Linked DNA regions of Zea mays: region 2 is linked to region 1. A link is a contact called in public Hi-C data. All regions are on one chromosome and are shown on one strand. Each heading gives the region's core, a stretch centred on a gene start, on an enhancer-like site or on the middle of the called end of the contact. The rest is flanking DNA. Distances are from core to core; before and after follow the strand shown.

The links. Hi-C and Micro-C count contacts between places; a contact is called where the count stands out from the background.
Region 2: a Hi-C map of tassel shows a contact between it and region 1, with 2.7 times the contacts expected there. The contact joins the promoter of LOC100286852 here to the enhancer-like site in region 1. A contact is called at or near these places in 6 of 25 Hi-C or Micro-C datasets (ear, endosperm, leaf and 2 more).

The regions. Positions count from the first base shown.
Region 1 is chr1:212,000,765-212,003,464 of Zm-B73-REFERENCE-NAM-5.0, forward strand. No RefSeq gene overlaps it. Among protein-coding and RNA genes, the nearest start is that of LOC100502392, 18 kb to the right of the region's middle. Within about 2 kb of position 1,412, at least 16 of the 20 cell types and tissues checked have an H3K27ac peak or open chromatin away from gene starts, as enhancers often do. A contact at or near this core is called in ear, endosperm, leaf and 1 more, where this site is marked.
Region 2 is chr1:212,157,460-212,160,370 of Zm-B73-REFERENCE-NAM-5.0, forward strand. LOC100286852 reads left to right here and starts at 1,555. Exons shown (of 2, transcript NM_001365474.1): 1 at 1,555-2,700; 2 at 2,781-2,911. The coding sequence starts at 1,678.

The sequences.
Region 1 (2,700 bases), core at 162-2,661:
ATGGGCTTTAAACAAAAAATGGGCTGTCGAGTCTTCGCTTCGGACAGTGGTTCAATTACTCGCGCACTAGCAGTATCGGGCCGGGGCCTAATTTCCGGCTCAAGTCCACCGGCTTTCGGACGAGTAGATAGATAGATTGGGCCGTTGGCAATTTGGCATGCTTGCAGATTTTGCAACAATAAAAGCCCTTTCTATCTATCTTTCTGACGCGTCGAATTCTAAGACCAAACTTATCGGAACAAGTCTAGGGTGTAGCCACTAAATTTTAGACCGCCTTTTGTTCAACAATGGAGTTGTTATTTGGTTTGAAGTCATATGCTCGCAGACGTCATTCTAATCCAAGTAGCTGACGGCTCAATAGTGCTAACTTCCCTGTCACTTTGTTCCAAAGAGCAAAAGGGAATCCCACCCTAAGGCTAGTTTGGGAGCCATAAAACCGGAGGAGATTGGAGGGGTTAGAATCCGCTTCTTATTGAATAAGAAGGGATTGTAGCTCCTCCAATCCTCTCTGGTTTTATGGCTCTCAAACTAGCCCCTAGCAGTGATATCTTCCCTAGATTATTATGGTTGTGTCCAGGGATCCTATATGGTGTGGATTTTATCTTCGGATTAATTATTCATGGTTACCAAATTAGCTCTTAAGTTTTCGAGACTTAGAGAGAAAAATTCAAGCATTGGAAAAATAAAAACAAAAATAGAACGTCTTACGAAAACTCTAGACGGCACCATCGCAAGCTTGACATGTCACGTCACAGTAGACATGTCACGGACGTCACGGTCCGCATGTTTCAGGTGCACACCCTCAAGCGACCATATTCGCAGGACTCCGCTTAGCCTCTCTCGGCGCGTCGCGGTTCCGCCTTGGGCTTCTCGAACGGCGCACACCCCTGGCACTCGGAGTGGCAGATGGAAGCGAAGCACCGATGGAGTGGAATGGAGCCGGTGGCCGGTGGGAGAGAAGGAGAAGGACCCCCGTGACCGTGAGGCCGTGAGCTAGCCGGTGACCACAGACCGACCTCGGCCGCGTGGGCGGTCCGTTAGGCGTTGGGATCCGGGCCGGCGGCCGGATTTGGAAAAGACAAATTCCCCTGCGCCTCGCGGGGCCGGCCGCCTGCTGCTGGCTGCCGGCGCCTGCGCCTGCGCCTGCGCGCGGCCCCGCCCCAGTCTCGTATTCCTCGCCCCAGCCCCTCCTAGTCCTAGCGTGCAGAGGCTCTCTGGATGCCACTGGCAGGCGCAGGCAGCCGGCGTGCTGGCGGCCTCCGGCTGGGCTGGGCTGGGACTGCGAGCGCACATCGCATCATCGCAGTCGCCCGTGCCGTGCTCGTCGTACCGGGGGTTCGCGGTTGGCCTGTGGCCTGTGCCTGCGACAGCGGACAGCGACTCAGCGAGTCAGTCGCCGTCGCCCTTCCCTTTCGGGCTGAAGAGAGAGAGAGGGGGAAGCTCCGTACAGCGCGCACGGCTCGAGACGGACACCCATAGGTAGAGGACGCGCCATCATTATTGGGGCCAGGACTTTCTCTGCACCCTCCTTAAAATCGCTTTAAACGCCTTCCCAGATGGGACGACGACGAGGACCAGATGCAGATGCGTCGTCCATCGGTCACGACATGATGCGCGTCCGGTCCGGCCGGCGTCTCACTGCTGCTTGCCTGCGTTGCGTGCACAGGAACGTTACGTACATGAAGGTAACTACGCTGGTTGTTACACGTCCTGAATTCTCCTCCCTTGGAAGAAGGCTGCACGCCTGCACAGGGACATGATGCATGTCGCTCACATGCATGCAGCCGCAACCAAACGCTCCTCCTCTCCATGGACCAGACCATGCATAGTACGTTACACGTAGCAGTACTAGTACCATACGATGACGACGACGACGACGTCGACGATCTATTGGTTCGGTACCCTGCAGTCAAGCAAGACAAGACGGGCATTAAACCCACGGCACATTGTGCCAGATCACATCAGAGCTCCTGTTTAACCCGCCACCACAGCACACAGCACAGACACATGCACGCAGAGCCGATATGGCAGCATGCATGCATGTTCTCCGCGTGGACAGTTTTTTTTTGCCGTACACCAAACCATGCAGGCTTCCGCCAACGTACTACCACCACCATCCACCACCACCATGCATGCATAATGCATCGATCGATCACAGGCTGCCTCAGATCAGATCACCAGACTATTATTTTCACAGTATATAGCTAGCTTCTGATACGAGTACGCCTATCTGAATCAGATCTCTCCCTCCGGCGGTCCTGCTAGCCTAAACCATAGCCCCCCGGTCCGGCCCATTGCGTCCCCCCCACTAGACGCTGCTAGCACTGTCTTGTCCCAACGTAACTCTCGAATCATCTGAGTTTCACACCAGTAGAAAAGAGCTCTAAGTTAGCGGCACATAGAAAATTATACTGCCGGTTTCAGTTACCGCATACCAGAACTGAACCGTCAGTGAAAAACAAATATTTACACTAGCGGTTGTTTTAAGTGAACCGCCAATGCAAATATCATATACACTTGCGGTTCACTTAACTAAACCATCAGTGCAAAATAGATATTTACACTCGCGGTTGTTTTAAGTGAACCACTAGTGGAAATATCATATACACTATCACTTAACGAAACCGTCAGTGAAAACGAGCTATTTACACTGACAGTTCATTTAAGTGAACCGCAAGTGGAATGTTATTTTCACTGGTT
Region 2 (2,911 bases), core at 305-2,804, 160 kb after region 1:
AAAGAAGACTCTTTGTCGAGTGCCAACCCACGGCTCTCGGCAAAGACTGACGGCTGTCAGCTCTGGGACGGCCGTTGATGGCCCTTTGCCGAGCGCCGCCTTTACCGAGTGTTTAACACTCGGCAAACGTGTCTTTGCCGAGTGGGGTCCTGTGCCGAGTGTCCAGCACTCAGTAAAGAGGCTCGTTGCCGAGAGCCTAACTTTACCGAGTGCGGCTCTCGGCAAAGCCTTCTTTGCCGAGTGCCCGACAAAAGGCACTCGGCAAAGAGGCCGACACTCGGCAAAGCCTCAGATTCCGGTAGTGCAGGCGACCCCGGGGTTCACGAGCACGCGTGGCTTTACCCCTACGGTAGAACGCTCGACTTTACCGTCGCTCGATGGCTCCTTTTTAAGGAAGCCACCTCTGGACGACCCTCTGCTTGACCTATAAAAGGAGGAGGGCGGCCCGAGGCTGAGGGTCGAAGACTCTTAGATCCCCGGAGACCCGAATAGATGTAAGGATGGACCCCAGACGAGAAGACACCCAGAGGAACCAGCGAACAGGAGGAGGACACACCAACGAGGACCCAGAGACCGGAGGCCCGCCGCCGAGCAAGATTTAGTTAGGACTCTACTCTGTAACCCTTAGCTCCACCTCTACGGCTCTACCATAATAAGAGACTTGAGATTTAGGAGTCTCTCTTCCGTGTCTCATTCGCTTGTAACCCGTACGAGCTTTGATTATCAATGTGGTGTAGCTAGTCCAAACCGTCGATTTCAAGAGTAGATTATGTTCACAACAAAGAGTACTGCCTCCGTCCCGTCCCAAAACAGTGTACTACTATATTACCGAGCAAGAGAGCAGCGTTCGCGTGTATACCTTTATAAAGATGTAACCATTATATTTCAAAAAACAAGTAGAGATATACATATTATAGAAGGAAGAAAGTATATTTTTTATCTACTAAACAGTGAAGACTTTTTTATCCTGTTTTTGTATTTGATGTAGACCTCTCACTAATGAGTTAGAGCTCGCATTAAACGGTAATATATAAATAGAGACTCTGATTGTAAATATTATAATATATATTAAGTCGTATTCTAAACAGATAACCTATAGTCACATTTAACAATGACATAGAATCTATGCGCTGTGACATAAAAAACTAGCATGCAGCAGGATCAGGTGTCCCGTCCGTCGTCCACCAAGCGATGAACCTCGGCGTGGCACGCCGGCCACGTGCGGGCGACACCTCCTTTGGGTCCCGGCAGAGCTCGCAGGCTCCACGCGCCCCCATGTCGTCCCACCCACATGCCGTGCACCCCTTGGCTGGCCTTGACGTCGTTGCCTGATGGCCACCGCAGCTAACCAAGCACCATTCGGGCCCGGTAGAAATATCATGGCCATCTCTGTCGCTGTGGTCTCGCACCGTCGTCAGTCCGGTGCCACCGTTGTTAACAGACTAGTAATATATAGAGGAGCTTGCTCCCGCCATTATTGCCTTAAAAGACAACCCTCCGCACCGGCTCCTCGCCGCAGCTATAAATACACGGGGCCGCCATTTCCAGTCCTCCAAGACTTGAACCACGCAACCCTCTCTGGTCTCTGGTCGTCCTACTTTCTTCCACAGCAGAAGGAAACTTGAGTCGTGAGCGCAGTGGTGCATCCAATCCACAAAGAGCTGAGGTTAGTCAGCCATGGCGGCACCGCCGACCGAGGACTGCGGCTGGCTGCTGTACCTCTCCCTGGCCGCCAAATGCGGCGACCCTAGCCGCCTGCTCGGCTTGGCGGCGGTCTTCGTCGGCGCCTGCGTCGTAACGTCGCTCCTGCACTGGGCGTGCCCGGGCGGCCCCGCCTGGGGGCGGTACTGGTGGACCAGGCGAGGCGGGCTGGGCATCGTCCGCGCCGCCATCCCGGGACCCCGGGGCCTGCCAGTGGTCGGCAGCATGGGGCTGATGACCGGCCTGGCGCACCGCAAGCTCGCGGCGGCGGCGGCGGCGGCCGGGGGTCAGGGCAGCAGCAGGCGCCGCCGTCTCATGGCGCTCTCCCTCGGCGAGACCCGGGCGGTGGTGACCGGCGACCCGGACGTCGCGAGGGAGCTGCTCGGCAGCGCCGCCTTCGCCGACCGCCCCGTCAAGGAGTCCGCGTACGGGCTCCTCTTCCACCGCGCCATCGGCTTCGCCCCGCACGGCGCCTACTGGCGCGCGCTCCGCCGCGTGGCGTCGGCGCACCTCTTCTCGCCGCGCCAGGTCGCGGCCTCCTCCGCGCAGCGCGCGGTCATCGCGCGCCAGATGGTGGACGCCGTGACCACGGCCGCCCCCGCCCCCGCCCCCGCCGTCGTGGTGGCGCGCCGGTTCCTGAAGCGCGCGTCGCTGCACAACGTCATGTGGTCGGTGTTCGGGCGCAGGTACGACCTGCTGCTGCTGGCGGCGGACGGCGAGGAGCTGAAGGCGCTGGTGGACGAAGGCTACGACCTCCTCGGGCAGCTGAACTGGTCCGACCACCTCCCGTGGCTGGCCCGCTTCGACCTGCAGAGGACCCGGGCCAGGTGCTCCGCGCTCGTCCCGCGGGTGAACCGCTTCGTTGGCAACATCATCGACGAGCACCGTGCGCGCCTCGGCCTCGGCGACACCGGCGGCGTCACGGACTTCACCGACGTCCTGCTCTCCCTCCAGGGCGTCGACAAGCTCTCCGACGCCGACATGGTCGCCGTTCTCTGGGTACGCCGTACGTCGTCGCATAAATGTTGCATCGCTTCCACCCTCTAGCTAATATATTTGTGCTGCTCACTCGCTCGCAGGAGATGATCTTCCGAGGCACGGACACGGTGGCCGTCCTAATGGAGTGGGTGCTGGCGCGTCTCGTGCTGCACCAGGACGTGCAGAGCAAGGTCCAGGAGGAGCTGGACCGGGTGGTGGGGCCACCGGGCCA